5 separate regions of the Mus musculus genome follow, and all the other regions are linked to region 1. The links are chromatin contacts, called in public HiChIP or PLAC-seq and Micro-C maps. All regions are on one chromosome and are shown on one strand. The core of a region is the stretch at or near the end of the contact, and the rest is flanking DNA. Distances in the headings are between cores, read along the strand shown. Region 1 holds the start of Shoc2 (Shoc2, leucine rich repeat scaffold protein). Region 2 holds the start of Tcf7l2 (transcription factor 7 like 2, T cell specific, HMG box). Region 3 has its middle 120 kb from the start of Gpam. Region 4 has its middle 140 kb from the start of Gpam. Region 5 holds the start of 4930552P12Rik (RIKEN cDNA 4930552P12 gene).

The links. HiChIP or PLAC-seq counts read pairs in DNA pulled down with a chosen protein or histone mark. A called contact is a pair of places that touch in the nucleus more often than the background predicts.
Region 2: a Micro-C map of embryonic stem cells shows a contact between it and region 1, with 5 times the contacts expected there. The contact joins the promoter of Tcf7l2 here to the promoter of Shoc2 in region 1. A contact is called at or near these places in 1 of 39 promoter capture datasets (embryonic stem cells), 1 of 484 Hi-C or Micro-C datasets (embryonic stem cells) and 1 of 115 datasets of contacts at active chromatin or transcription factors (astrocytes).
Region 3: a contact with region 1 is called in a FOXA1 HiChIP or PLAC-seq map of pancreatic cancer cells. The contact joins the enhancer-like site here to the promoter of Shoc2 in region 1. A contact is called at or near these places in 5 of 39 promoter capture datasets (the 3T3-L1 cell line, 3T3-L1-derived adipocytes, the C10 cell line and 1 more), 1 of 15 datasets of contacts at CTCF or cohesin (the NIH/3T3 cell line) and 2 of 115 datasets of contacts at active chromatin or transcription factors (large pre-B cells and pancreatic cancer cells).
Region 4: a contact with region 1 is called in a CTCF HiChIP or PLAC-seq map of the NIH/3T3 cell line, with 7 read pairs. The contact joins the enhancer-like site here to the promoter of Shoc2 in region 1. A contact is called at or near these places in 5 of 39 promoter capture datasets (the 3T3-L1 cell line, 3T3-L1-derived adipocytes, frontonasal cranial neural crest and 1 more) and 1 of 15 datasets of contacts at CTCF or cohesin (the NIH/3T3 cell line).
Region 5: an HNF4G HiChIP or PLAC-seq map of pancreatic cancer cells shows a contact between it and region 1. The contact joins the promoter of 4930552P12Rik here to the promoter of Shoc2 in region 1. A contact is called at or near these places in 1 of 39 promoter capture datasets (embryonic stem cells) and 1 of 115 datasets of contacts at active chromatin or transcription factors (pancreatic cancer cells).

Annotation. Positions count from the first base shown.
Region 1 is chr19:53,943,618-53,946,317 of GRCm38.p6, reverse strand. It overlaps Shoc2 (Shoc2, leucine rich repeat scaffold protein), which reads right to left and starts at 1,442. Exons shown (of 9, transcript NM_019658.6): 1 at 1,305-1,442. It overlaps Bbip1 (BBSome interacting protein 1), which reads left to right and starts at 1,691. Exons shown (of 4, transcript NM_001195338.1): 1 at 1,691-2,162.
Region 2 is chr19:55,740,503-55,743,202 of GRCm38.p6, reverse strand. It overlaps Tcf7l2 (transcription factor 7 like 2, T cell specific, HMG box), which reads right to left and starts at 1,393. Exons shown (of 15, transcript NM_001331146.1): 1 at 673-1,393; 2 at 361-427; 3 at 6-130. The coding sequence starts at 861. It overlaps Gm31734 (predicted gene, 31734), which reads left to right. Exons shown (of 3, transcript NR_168128.1): 1 at 1-41; 2 at 611-994; 3 at 2,513-2,700.
Region 3 is chr19:54,981,607-54,984,306 of GRCm38.p6, reverse strand. No RefSeq gene overlaps it. Among named protein-coding and RNA genes, the nearest start is that of Gpam, 120 kb to the left of the region's middle. Within about 2 kb of position 1,341, at least 38 of the 459 cell types and tissues checked have an H3K27ac peak or open chromatin away from gene starts, as enhancers often do. A contact at or near this core is called in the NIH/3T3 cell line and pancreatic cancer cells, where this site is marked.
Region 4 is chr19:54,957,148-54,959,847 of GRCm38.p6, reverse strand. No RefSeq gene overlaps it. Among named protein-coding and RNA genes, the nearest start is that of Gpam, 140 kb to the left of the region's middle. Within about 2 kb of position 1,312, at least 22 of the 459 cell types and tissues checked have an H3K27ac peak or open chromatin away from gene starts, as enhancers often do. A contact at or near this core is called in the NIH/3T3 cell line, where this site is marked.
Region 5 is chr19:55,700,926-55,703,625 of GRCm38.p6, reverse strand. 4930552P12Rik (RIKEN cDNA 4930552P12 gene) reads left to right here and starts at 1,422. Exons shown (of 4, transcript NR_045318.1): 1 at 1,422-1,498. It overlaps Gm41871 (a long non-coding RNA gene), which reads right to left and starts at 2,483. Exons shown (of 3, transcript XR_877940.2): 1 at 2,414-2,483; 2 at 1,893-2,013; 3 at 999-1,741.

The sequences.
Region 1 (2,700 bases), core at 193-2,692:
TGTACTAGTAAACGCAGGTCTTTAAAAATCAAACATCTTTGTCAGGGCTGATGACTTACACACAAAAACACTTGCTTGCACAAGTCTACCATTCGATTCTGAAAAACAGCTAAGTTTTTGATTCGGCAATCCTTCCGGGTAGATGCTAGAACTTCTGACATCCACAAAGAGTGTACGCGATTACACCGGTGTAAGCTCCCAGATTAACCATCCTGCTGCAGACCAATGTACCACACAGTCCACATTTGCAAGCTGATTTTTTACTTCCCTTGAGTCCTCAAAAATACTTGTGGGGATAGGTCGCAAAACAGGGTTTCCTCTTTTATTTTCATCACCTTCATAATGATACAAACCAATGGGAAGAAAATCGAATCTCCCAAATGTAAAGGTGAGATGAGATGAAAAAAAAAAAAAAAAAAAAAAAAACACACCCCAAAAGCATCTTCTTTCCGATTCCCAAATAGACAAGCAATTCCACCTGTTTGTAAACCCCCCACTTGCACTGTTAACACAAACCTCTGCGGAGAGGGACGGGGGAGCGAGGGGAGAGGGAGAGAGAGAGAGAGGCGGGCGAATTACTGCTTTGGAGTCCTTATTCTTCTACCTAGGCATGGGGGAGGGGATGGTACAAAACAATGGATACCGAGGGGCTAGGGGGAAAATCTTTTTGCCCTGCAGCCTCCTGCGTTCCGAGCTGGGGGCGGGGAGTTACACTACTTTTCCTCCAGCCCTCAAAGCCGACACGGAGATTGCCACCAGGCGTGTTTAGCAGGGCGGTCTCTGCGGCCACAACTCCTTTCACTCGGCAACACACCCAACGCCGAACCCACCACTCGTCCCGCAGGGTCTGCGAGGAGGAGACCGCTCAGCGCCGAGGACTTTGGGGTGGAGGCGCAGAGACCCCACCCCACAGCCCTACGGCCGCGCCCGCCCTCCCGCCCGCCCGCCCGCCCGGCGCCAAGCGTCCTCGCGACCCGGGCAGCCCCGCAGTCCCGGCCGGGAGGCGCCGAGAGACCGGAGCAGCCGGAGCGCGACTGACTCGCCGCCCCGGGCCCGCGCCCGCGCCCCGGCGCTGTCCCGGCCGCCCGCTCCGCAGTAGGCCCGGCCCGGCGCTGTCAGGGGGCAGCCTGCCGCTCCCCGTGTCCCGCCCGCCGGCCCCGCGCGGGCAGCGGCTCCGAGGCTCCGGCGCCCCGGGCCGTGGCACCCCGGAAAGCGGCCGCGGCGCCTCCCAGGGCCCCGACCCCTCAGGCCTCGCCCCGGCTCCGGCGGCTCGCGCCTGTCAGGACGTGTGGGCCTCCCCTTACCGACGGCCGGCCGGGCCCCCCGACAGGCAGGAAAGCAGAGAACCGGCCCACGGGCGCTCCTGTGCCGCTCCCGCCCCAGGCTGCCGTCCGGAGCCCGGACTCCACCATCCCTGCTCACCTCCTTCCTCCTCCTCGTCCTCCGCTCCCCGAGCGACGCTCCCCTGCCACCGCCCCCCCGCCCCTCCCCCACTCGCCCCGCCCCTCCACACACTCTGGCTCCAATCGCCCCGCCCCAGCCCCCTTGAGCGAGCCTGGGCATTCGCTAGGGAGGAGGGATGGGCGGAGCCAGAGCAAAAGCAGTCACCCAATCAGAGGGAAACCTTGGCGCCAGCTTCCCTGTCCCCGCCCTTTTCCTTTCCTCCGCGGCAGTGCGCGGTCTCCCGCCCACTGGGCGCCGCTGGCTAGCTCCGCCACAGAGAAAAGCCTCCAGCCGGGTAGAGAAACGACTCCCAGTCGGAAGTTACGGTTGAAGCCCAGGCAGCCATAATTGATGATGGCAGGAGGCGTTTCCTGTCACCCGTTTGACGTACGTTTTTCCTGCTTTTGGTTCCCCGTTACCCCAGGCAACAGCAGAGCGGTCTGGAAAGGGATGCACCTGTAAGTATACTTACGGAGGATGTGCACACACACAGTCCACACTGGGCGAGTTAATTCGCGATCGGGAACTGCCGGTTTGCTTGCCAGACCCTTTACGGAGCCCCTGATCGCTTACCTAGAACTACAGTTTAGGGCTTCAAAACTCCCTCGCACCGGAAGTTGCGCTTGCACTTCCTAGTAGGGTCATGGCCAGGAGGTGGGAGTAGCCGGACCCCGCCTGCGCCCCAGGGGGTGCCTCCTCTCCCAGAGCTGACGAGTGAGGTAAGTGTCCCTGACGCCCTACAGCAGGGCCGGCCAGGCCGGATGAACCGCAGGGAGGGAGCTGGGAGAAGACTAAGCGGAGGCCCCGGGCCGCTTCCGCTGGCAGAGGGTTTCCTTTCCGGCTGGTGGGGCGGTGGCCAGCCTTCCCTCCGCCCCTCTGAGGTTCCCTGTAGGGCGAGGCAGCCGGATCGGCCGCCGGGCGAGGCCAGGCCCGCAGTCCCTAGGTCTGCACAGTGGGGCACGGTGCACGCCTCCTCGAGTTCCTGTCGAGTACAGTACTTTCACTCCCTGGCCTTTAGAAACTCCAAATTTTGGGAACCAAAGAAACCGGTTTCCACCCCAGCTATCAAAGAAAAAGATGACTTCCCTGAGCCAACCCGCAAAGCAAAACCTTCCCTTTCATCTTTGATTTTTCTTCCCTTTCTGTCCTGCCTCCCCTTTCTGAGCTCTATGTAAGCTTCAACTAGAAGTCTGGGTTAGGGTATATTGAAGTAGTTAGTCCTGGGTGTTTACGATTGTGAATATCCTTTTAAAGGAC
Region 2 (2,700 bases), core at 144-2,643, 1.8 Mb before region 1:
CTTACGGTTCGGGCGGTGGGCGAGAGCGATCCGTTGGGGAGGTAGGGGCTCGTCAGGTCGGGGATCATGATGAAGGGGTAGCCGGGATACGGTGGCCCCTTAAAGAGCCCTCCATCTTGCCTCTTGGCCGCTAACATGGCGGGGCGGCGGAGGGGACGGCGGCGGCCGCGCGGCGCGGGAGAGAGCGGGAGAAACTTTTTAGCAAGTGTCCCCCCGAGGGCCCGCGCGCGTCCCCGGGGCCCGGCCGGCGCGGGAACTCGGGTAGGGTGGGTGGGGAGTGGGGCGAGGGCACCCGCCAGGCCGACCCCGGGGAGGGGGAACGCAACCGCGCGGTTTTGGGGGCGCGCGGGGCGCACTCACCTTCTTCCAAACTTTCCCGGGATTTATCTCGGAAACTTTCGGAGCGAGGCGGAGGCCGTCTTTCCGCCTTCCCGGAGGGGCGAGGTGGGGAGGGCGAGGGGCGATAGCCGCGCCGAGGGGGTGCGGGAAGGGAGGGTCGGCGGAGAAAGGGGTGCAGAAAAACACGGTTACAAGTTTTCGCAGCCAGCAGCCCGGGCCACCGTCCGCGCCGCCCGCAAGCCCGACCCGCCTCGCCTCGCTCGCCTTCCAGCCCCGCTCTCCCGGCCCTGGAACCGGCTGGAGCCACCCGCCAGCCCGAGGGGCTCTTCCTACCTCGGAATCGGAGGAGCTGTTTTGATTCGTCTCTGATTCATTGACCAGCGAGGACTTGACATCGGCTAAATCCCTTTCCGCCGAGGAGTTTTCCGAGTTCTTCTCCTCCTGCTCGCCTTCGTCTTTGAAGGAGATCAGCTCGTCGTTAGCGCCTAGGTCATCTCCTCCACCGCCGTTCAGCTGCGGCATTTTTCACCCACCAGCAGCAGCAATTTTGGAAGAAAAATGAAGGAGGAAAAAAAGCAAAAAAAAAAAAAAAAAAAAAAAAAAAGTTTTGCGAGTCCCCCCCAAAAAAATACTGCAAGAAAAAGACGAGTCCAAGGTTAACTTTTTTTTTTCCTGCTTTGGGGTCTTTCTCTCCTGGGGAGGGGAAAAGAGGGAGGAGGGGAGGGGAAGGGGGGAGATCTTCTGCACGCGTGAGTTTGGGTTTCTTTTTTTCTCTCGTTCCCAAGGATCCGATCAATGTGCAAAAAAAAAAAATAATAATAAATAAAAAAGGGGGTAAAAAAAACAACAACAACAACAAGAAGAAGTCAGATATAAGAGCAAAGGGGGGGGAAGCCGAAGACACCGAAGGATCTCGTGCCGCTCGGATTTGAGTGAGTTGAAGTTAGACTGAGCTTTTCAGTTCAAAGGCGGCGCTGATTGACAGATAGAAAAAGGGGGATCGAAATCCGGAGGAACGGAGTAGTCTGGGAGCGGAGATTATTGACAGGGCGAGAGGAACACACTCGCCTTAATGAGATGCCAGGGGGCGGGGCCTCCCCGGTGACGTGTGCATAAATAAACAGCCGGGGTGGGCGGGGCGGGGGCGGCCAACAATGATCCTTTGGGCGCCGGGAGAGGGAGCGGGGCGGGCCGGGGCCGCGGGAGGCGCGCGGGGTGCGGCCTGTGCTCAGCGTGCGAGCCGGGCGCCCGGACGGTGCGGGCCTCGCTCCTGGAGGGGGCGGGTTCCGAAAGACAATGCGGACCGGGAGAGGAGGGGAAGGGGGTGGCAACCCAGTCCGGAATCTGAGCCGGGGAAGGCGGAAGGAAAGCCCACTTGGGGGGCGGGGATGGGGAGAGGCCCAGAAAAAGTGTTAGCCAAGAAGTCCTGAAGATGGGGTCCAGGAGGGGAGGACTATGGGACACAAGGACGGGGTGCTCAGTGGTTAAGTCCCCGATGAAGTCGGCCGCACTGGGGCGGGAAAAGACACGACTGGTCCAAAAGAAGGCTTACCTCTCTTGCTCTGAGAGAACCAGGGGAAGCAGAGAGGCTGGGCCATCTACAGGGAGGGTAAGGCTCCCCTCCCTTGGCTTGTTTAATGACAGTGAATCATGTCATTCAATGTAAAGTCCCACTAGGTTAAATATGCCAAGAAGGCGTTTTATCCAAGAAAACAAATTGTCTGGGGTATTAAAAATATCCTTAAGGAAAATGTAAAGGTTTTTTTTTTATTTTTTTAACTGACGTTGGAAGTAGGAAGTGATGTAGGATCCAAGTCCTTTGGAGGTGAAATGTTTGGGCGTTAACAGCTGCAGGGAAAAATAAAAGTGAAAGTTCACCAAGCCCTGGGGATGAGTAGAGCTGGAGTTTTTCTCCAAAGGGGACTGAGATGAAATGCCCTAAGGCTCTAGATGCTGAGGGCCCTGACAGGAGAAAGTCACCAAAGCTGGCCCAGAAGCCCTTGGGAAGAGGTGGGCAGCCTGGGAGTTGAGATGGGTGTTTGTTGGTTATTAGGCTCCAGTGAGGGCAAACCGATTTGCTATGAGGTGGTGGAGAAAATTATGTTAAAGGAGAAAGGTGGATCCCCAAACCGTGTTTCTGTCTGGTAGACTCAGAAGAGCCTTTCCCTTGCAGATAACCAATGAGAAGTGGACTGGGACGTCCAACGGGCAAGAGGAAGCAAAGAAAAAAGAAATCAGAAAGAATGAGTCAGTGGGGACTGGCAACTGCCATTAGGTGTGATGTTATCCTGAGGTCCACCACGTATTAAATTAACCCACCCTCCCCTTTAATAAGCTCATCTGTTGTAGATTTCCAAAAGT
Region 3 (2,700 bases), core at 92-2,591, 1.0 Mb before region 1:
GTATGTTTACAAAGATGTTGGGAATGGGGTAATTTGACTCCCTAATTGGCAGTCCTCAGATTCTCCATAGTTGTCTTGAATACCTTGATTAAAAGTGCTATATAAGTTTAGCACCCAGCTAAGCTACCCTGACGATGAGCAGTGCTATCTGCTTTAAATATCCTATGGATGCCTCAAGACAACTTAGAAGTTCTTGAGAGCAAAGATTTCAGCCTACTGCCATGGATGCTGAAGGTTTGACCCAGCTGGGGTCCCTTTGACACAGTTTTTGCTATCATAAACCTGGATTAACTCTAGATGGTTGTGGTTGGTGCTAATAGGTTATGACTGGTCCAAACAAATGATTTTGATTGTTTTTTTAAACAAATAACTGCCCAGGTCTTAACAGTTGACAGAGGCATTTCCCAGTTCTTCCTTCTCTCCAGCTGTAGCATGAGACCCCCCCCCCCCAAAGTCTTCTCTCAAGTGGTCTTTTCTTGCCTCCTTTCAGAGATCAGCATGTTCTGAGATGGTAGTATAGTGAATGAAGCTATAGATACAGAAGGCAGTAGTGTGTCAATGAATCTACAACCAACTTGATGAGTATTGTGTAAGCAGTCCTGGTAGAAAGAATAGAAGGCAATGCCAAGTTGTGGTTGAGCTGTGTGAGGGGACATACAATTTAAGTGGCTGTTGGACAGGTGAAGATGATGCTAAACTATTCAAGGGTGGACAGAGCAGGAGGAAGATCAGGGAAGAGAGAGAGGAGGGAAGGGAGAGACAGAGACAGAGAGGCAGGAGACAGACAGAAAGATAGAGAAGCAGAGAGAGACAGAGAGGCAGAAAGAGACAGAGAGGCAGAAAGACAAAGGGAGACAGAGACAGACAGAGACAGAGACACATGGAGAGATAGAGAGCCACAGAAAGAGAGGCAGGGGTTCAGGGAGGGAAGTAGAGGAAGAGAATGAGGAGGAGGAGGAGGAGGAGGAGGAGGAGGAGGAGAGGAGGAGAAGGATAAGAGAGACAGAGAAAGATTTAGAGATTATCAGAAATAGAAACAGAAAGAGAGAGAGAGAGAGAGTTAGAAAGAGAGACAGAGAGATGACAGAGACACACACAGATAGAGAGACAAAGAGACACACACACAGATTCTCAGCACCGAGGGCTTCAGACTCCAGGTTGAGGGCTGTATCACTGGCTAATGCCAACGGCTGAGAAACTTCAACTGCTCCATAAAAGAGCTGTAAACTTGAGGGGTGAAGGTCCCTATGCCAAGGTCAGTAAGAAGAATATAACAGCTTGTGTGTGTTCTAGAATTCTCTGAACCCTGCGTTCAAATAATGAGGCACTTAAACACCCTGAATAGTATAAGTGTGAGTCACCTAGATGGGAAGAGTGAATCATTCTAAGAAAAACATTGAGTGTACGTTTCTTTCCTGTGGAAGGTTTGGAAGGTAAAATAGAAGAGATGAAAAAAAATTGAGACAGAAGAAGCAGATGAAATATTTAATAGCCTTACAGAGGGGGAATGCAGTGAGCCATTGTTTGGGAAGTAAGTTAGCTTTTTTTTTTTATTAATATATGGATTTTTTTCCAAACCAGCTGCTTCAAGTTGCAGCATTTTAGGGTCTTAGTTGATGCCTGTGCAGCCTGAGGTCTTGTCTGTACAGTGTAGTTTCAGCCCAGTGTGGCTGCTTGTCCCTGCTTTCTTACCAAGCTCCACTCTTCCTGCCTTCTGCTTGGTGGCTGAGCAGTAGCACAGGTGATCTTCTACCCCAGGGCCTTAGCATGAACTATTATTTCTGCCTTAGTTTTCTTGCTAGCTCATTCTCAGTGTTTAGGCTTCTGCTTAAATATCTTCTCTTTAGGTGACTTGTCCTATGTATCTGACAAGTTGGCTGTGTGCATGTGGTGTGTTTGTGTGTATGTGAGTGTCTCTGTGAGTGGGATGTGTGTAATGTTGTGTGTGGTGGGCTATATGTGTGTGCATGTGTGTGTGAGTATGTACATGTGGTGGTTATGTGCAATAAGCATTTGCATGTGTGGATATGTGTACATGGTATGTCTGTGCATGTGTTTGAGTGCATATGTATATATATGTATATGTGTGGGTGTGTGGTGTATTTTCATGTGGTATATTTGTGTGTGTGTATGTGTGCTGTGTATACATGTGGTATGTGTGTGTTATATGAGTATGTATGTGTGTATGTGCACGTGTATGGTATATGTGTGTATATGTTGTGATATATGCAATGTATGCATGTATGCACATATGTGGCATGTGTGTGTGTTAGTGTGTGTGATATGTTTTATTTTCCTTTATTGAAAATAAATCCTTTTCTCATATAATATATCCCAGTTAGGGTTCCTTTTCCTCTATTTCTCCTACTTCCTGCATCCTCCTCCCATCTTGATCCACCCATTTCTGTCTCTCATTAGAAAACAAACAGGTTTCTAATAGCTAATAACAAAATAACATTAGACAAAACCCAAACTAACACATCAAAATAGGACAAAACAAACAAATAAATGGAAAGGGGCCCAAGGAAATGCTTTTTTTGCAGCTTTATTGCTTTCCTTGCTCCCTGAATCTGATCTCAGCTATGAGTTGCATATTTTATTTACTGTGGTCAGTGAGGTCTGATTTCTTGTCTGCAATCACCTGAGCTCTGGTCTCCAACTCTGTGGCTGCAAGTGTGCAGGGGATATGTGGATTCAAAT
Region 4 (2,700 bases), core at 63-2,562, 1.0 Mb before region 1:
GAGTCAGTTCTCTCCTTCCTCCTTGGGGGTCCCAGGGCTCAAACGCAGATGGTCAGGGTTGGCAGAGTTGTCTTTACTCCGTGAGTCACCTCTTGGCCTCCCCTTTTTATCTTTTTATAAGGATACCAATCCCATCATGGGTTCTTGTGTCCTTATTACTCTTTTGAAGGCCATACCCACAAGTATATTAAAATGAAATTGGGCTTCAGTATATAAATCTGAGAACTAGAGAAACTCACATTTATGTGAGTATCATTGACCTTAACCCTTAGTTGATCAAAATATTATGAAAAAGTTCTCCATTCTTCCTTTTAGTAAAGATGTGTTAACAAGAATTATACTATTTTTACGAATTACATACATGTTTGAGATGGACTCTTAAACTACTTTACTATGTAGATTGGAATGGCCTTACTAGCTAGAACAGGTTGGCCTTGAACTCACAGAGATCTGCCTGCCTCTGCCTCCCAAGTGCTGGAATTTGAGATATCTACCACCATATCCAGTACATAGTATGATTTGAATATCATTGAACATTTTATGGGAACCTCTGTTCTCTCTCAATCTGTGAACACTAGAGATCTTGATTTTCATGGCCTACAGTCTGAATCTTTAGCATCTACTTTTATGAAGACGCTTGCTAGGCCCTTGTTTGGTTTTAGGGCTTCAAATGTTTGAATCAGTGGGTGCTTTTCATAAAAGGACTAAGGGCTCTACTCAAAAGTTCTACAGAGTAGAGTCTGGAGTGACACTTGTATTTAGCAAGTTCTGGGTGACCTGTTGGTGCTGCCCAGAGACTATAGTTTCAAAACAGCTGCTTTAGGTGAACAATACAGAAAATATTCAGGGATTGAAGATTCATTTTATTTCTTGATGGATCTGAACACTTGGCTTAGAAGGTGGTCTTCTTCTGTGAAGCAACACTAAACTCTACTTTTAAAAGTAGCTTCTTCTCCCACAAAGAGATTTGAGTGCAGACAGTTGAAGGAAAGATTTAGTGTGATATAATGTGTGTTTATTGAGTATCTGCTTTGCACCAAACATCAGAAGATGCAAAACAAAACAAAACAAAACTAAGCAAGGAATACCTTTGCCCTAGTGAAAAACGTAAGGGGAGAAGAGAAGCAAAAGGGGGAGCCAGTATATACCTCCTCCTGAAAGGCATGGCAGAAAATGGCACAGTTTCTGCATCAAAGGACATGACCAGCAGAAATGACAGATGCAGACAGGAGCAAAGGGCTGGACTGACGCAGCTGTGACTTGGTGAACTGAGCCCGAGCAAAAGCTGAAGACAGCTAGTCATGACTCTTGCTGATGTAGCAATAGGAAAATATGACTCTTGCTTCCACTCACCGTGAGTCACTCTTTGCACCCCTGTACGTAATGATAGGTTTGCAAAGAAAAGAATAATTCATCTAATCAGGGTCTAGCATGCCACCAGAGCCTTCCTAAATGGAGGGTCAGGGGCCCAGGGAAACTGCTTTTACACTTCCGTTTGATGAAGAATGGGCAGCCATGTGGAGATGGGTTTGAACCAAAGGGCTTGATGTTATAGTAACAGACTAGAGGTGCCAACCCTGGCAAGGCAGTGTCTGCAGACTCTTCTTGAACTCTGTGTGGCCTTATTACCTCCCAGGCATAGAGCAGAACTCCTCTGTAATTAGGGTCTTCAGAGAAGGGAGAGGAAGTTCGAAGCTTCCTCCTCCTCCCTCTTCCTCTTCCTCTTCTTCCTCCTCCTCCTCCCTCCTCCTCTTCCTCCTCTTCTTTTTCCATTTTATGATTTGCTGCTGGGGAAAAAGGGCTGGTATATATGACCAACCTTGGGGAAGAGGAATTCTTGTTAATTTTTTTTTTTAAACTAGTTTTGGAGTGAAAGAAAGAGATGAAAGGGCAGGGACATGCCCAAGAGACCTTTCTTCTGAGGCCACTCTGTGATCTGAAGTTCAAAGTATTCAGTGCCAAGTTCCATATTTCAGATATCAAATTCAGAATGACCAACCAGCCAGTGATAGAAACCAACTCCTGTCAATCAGCTACCTGAGGCAAAAAGAAGAAATCGGTTGGGATAGCCCTGGAGCGCTCAGCTTAAGGTTGACAAGCATGCTCAGCCGAATGAATATTTTCAGCCTTTAGAGCCATATGGTCTCTGACATGGTGACTCAAGTCATCCTTCACAGTGTGAGAACAGCCACAGGCAATTCATAAACTGACAAATGTGTTTGCGTCTGTGTCTCAATAAAACTTTATTCCCATAAATAGGCGGTAGCCAGATTTGACCCTTGGGCCTCTTTGGACGGCCATTTAAAACAATTCAAGGAATCATACCATAAAAATGATCAGACAAGGAGCTCAGTTTAGGCTCAGTCAGAACCTGGGTCCTAGATGCCTGCAGTCTCCTCTTCTCTCTAACACTCCTGACAAGAGCAACACATGAGAGGAAGGCTTTCCTTTGGCTTACAGTTCCAAGGGACACAGTCAAACTGTGTCAGGGAAGGTAGGGGATAGAGGTAGGTGGCAGATGGCCATGCTGCAGTAGCAGAGGTCAGTGCTTGTTCATGCCATGTTACCTTTCTTCTTTATATTCAGTCCAGAAATTAGGGTCATTCGTCCTGTATCAGATAACCCGATCCCATGGGTGTGGCCAGAGATCTGTCCTCCAAGTGACCTAGAGCATATCAAGTTGAAAGTCAATATAAAACA
Region 5 (2,700 bases), core at 173-2,672, 1.8 Mb before region 1:
TAGGAAACTCTCTACCTTCTGGGTTGAGTGTGGGATGGGGTGGGGTTCCCAGAAGTCAGACTATGGTAGTAGTGGGATTCACAAGCTTTTTGATCACAGTATCCCTGCCACTTGTAAAAATTATGGAGCATACCAAAGATGCCAGAAAATTCTATAAAGTGTGTCTCATTGACTACCAGATATCATAGATCCTATGAAAAAGTCCATTTATATTTAAGGTACAAGTGGAGTCTTTGCATACCATGAGTAAAGTCATGGGTTCAATCCATAGGTGTGTGTGTGTGTGTGTGTGTGTGTGTGTGTGTGTGTGTGTATGGTAGAGAGAGAGAGAGAGAACATTTCTCAATATGAAGTATTGAGAAAAGGGTTAACTCCATAGGCCCCTGGCCATTGGAAACCCAGCATCAGTGCATTCAAAACCATTACATAATTCCCTGTCCGTCCATGCTACCAAAAGCAGTGTATAGTGTCCAGAGAGTCGGCTTTCTTTTTTAAGAAATATTTTAAAAAATTTTATGTACATGTACACTGTGTGTGCACATCTTCATTTGTGTGTACACCCGTGAAGATGCTCTCAGAGGTCGGCACAGGATGTCAGATCTTCTGAAACTTTATACGCAGTTGTGGACCATTCATTGTGGGTGCCAGGAACTGAAACTAGATTGGTACTTCTGACTGTGTCATGGGACTGGTGTTTGGACTTTGCGATCTTGAAGTTGATGGATAAATGCCAGGAAGAGAGGATCTGAGGCAGGAATGCCACCAGAGAGGGCAAGTGGAGGTACCAGTGATCAGGACTGGCCAGACTCCCGTTCACGTTCCTATAGCTGCTTTGCACATTGAATCCTGCTGTTGGAAAGCACATGGGGCCACGTGCAGGAGGGAGGGAAGATAGGTGGCCGGCCACCAGGAGTGGAGGGCTTCTGGGATACTCCAGCGACCTGGACCCAAGAACAAAGACTTTTATCCCCAATTCTTTGTGAGACAACTTTGAAAGGACACCTTTGATTCCAGAGTGGCTGTGTGGGTTGAGTGAACTCTTGCCTCCTTAACAAGAAGGCAAAAAACTGGGTGAAGGAAAGGACACTATTAGCCAGCATGAGTTAACGGGAAGGGTTCTGTCTATTTGCCAAATGTAACCACTTTCTTTGTCTTTGGGAAGTTTTACTGAGTCGGTACACTTAGTGCTGCTTCCAAGAAGGCTTTGAGTTTCTCTTAGTCTTTCCTGATGCTTTGTCCCCTGTATAACCTCGTTGACTGAAGTCTGGGGAAGACAAAAGCTGCTGCACACCTCATTGACTGAAGTCTGGGGAAGACAAACGCTGCTGCACACTTTATTGACTGAAGTCTGGGGAAGACAAAAGCTGCTGCACACCTCATTGTCTAAAGTCTGGGGAAGAGAAAAGCTGTTGCACAGCCTTATTGACTTCGGTCCAGGGAAGAGACCTGGCTCACTGCCTTCTTTCCTCATCCATAGGCTGGCTCCAAGACCTATGTGGTGAGTCAAGGCCATGGGTCTGCCTTTGGGCTTCTTTTGCTTCCACCTGTTCCTCTGGTTTCTTCTTCCTGAACCTCAGGTTGACATCTGTCAGAAAATTTGGTAGCCACCAAAGTCAGGGCCCACCTAGTCTGTCTTAACAACAGCGAACAACTCCATCCTCCTCAGCTGCGGTGTTGTCAACAGCAAAGGGAAGGCTGGACCTGAAGTCTCTGGACGTTAGACGCTGGGTGGAGACGGGAGCTGTGAGCATCGGAGGACATCAGTAAGCAAGCAGCATCCTTCCAAAGACCAAGGGCGAGGGCAGGATGAGATGCTCAAACTAGCACCTCATCTACACGCGGCTGTATCTTTACTGATCTAAGAGGACCGCAACGTCATGAGCAATACTTACTTATTTTAGGCTTTGCAGGCCTTGGGATCGCCACTGAGCAATTCCACTACTGTAGTAGGGAAGGCAGTGCGGACAGTAAGTCAGTCATTCCATGGGGAATGTGCTCCAGTCAAACTCGGGGCTGTATTTCAAAAACGGGGGTCAGAAGAACGTGGCGCACAGGCAGGCATCACGTGCCACCCCACCCCCACAACAAGCACTGTCAGGCAACAGCTCTGTGAAGGCAGTTTGCCTCAGGTCAATAATGAAGTAAACTGCCCAGGGCTGGGAAAGCAACTTGGGCGAGGTTACAAATCAGAATGGAGACCCCAAGTGGACTGAGTTCTAAAACGAATGTTGCAGGTCCTAATTTGTCTCCGTGACTTGATTTGCCATGAATCTGAGAACACACTTAGTTCCGGAACACTTAGCAGAGGGATCTTTGACACCCAGGATGAGATTTGAGGGTCCCACCCTCTTCCTGGGACACCCCAGAGAAGCCAGATGTCATCGGCTGTTGCCACCTACACTCCAGATCTTACCAAGAGGGAGGTGGTCACAGCTCCCACGCTGCCAGGATGACTGGGCAAGAAGCAGGGTTTGGCCAACAGCTTCCTGGCGCCCAGTTAAACTTTTGACTTTCCAAATTAGAGAAGTTGAAAGTTCTTCTGGGTACTTTTTTTTTTTAAGGGAAACATGTTGTATTGTTAATTATTTACCAGAAATGGCTCTCCTCTCTCCTGTCCTAACCAGAGTTATGTTCCCTTCAGTTTTCCGCCTCCCAGTCGTTTAACACTGAATGCAGAACTAACTGTTAGGGGTTTCTCCT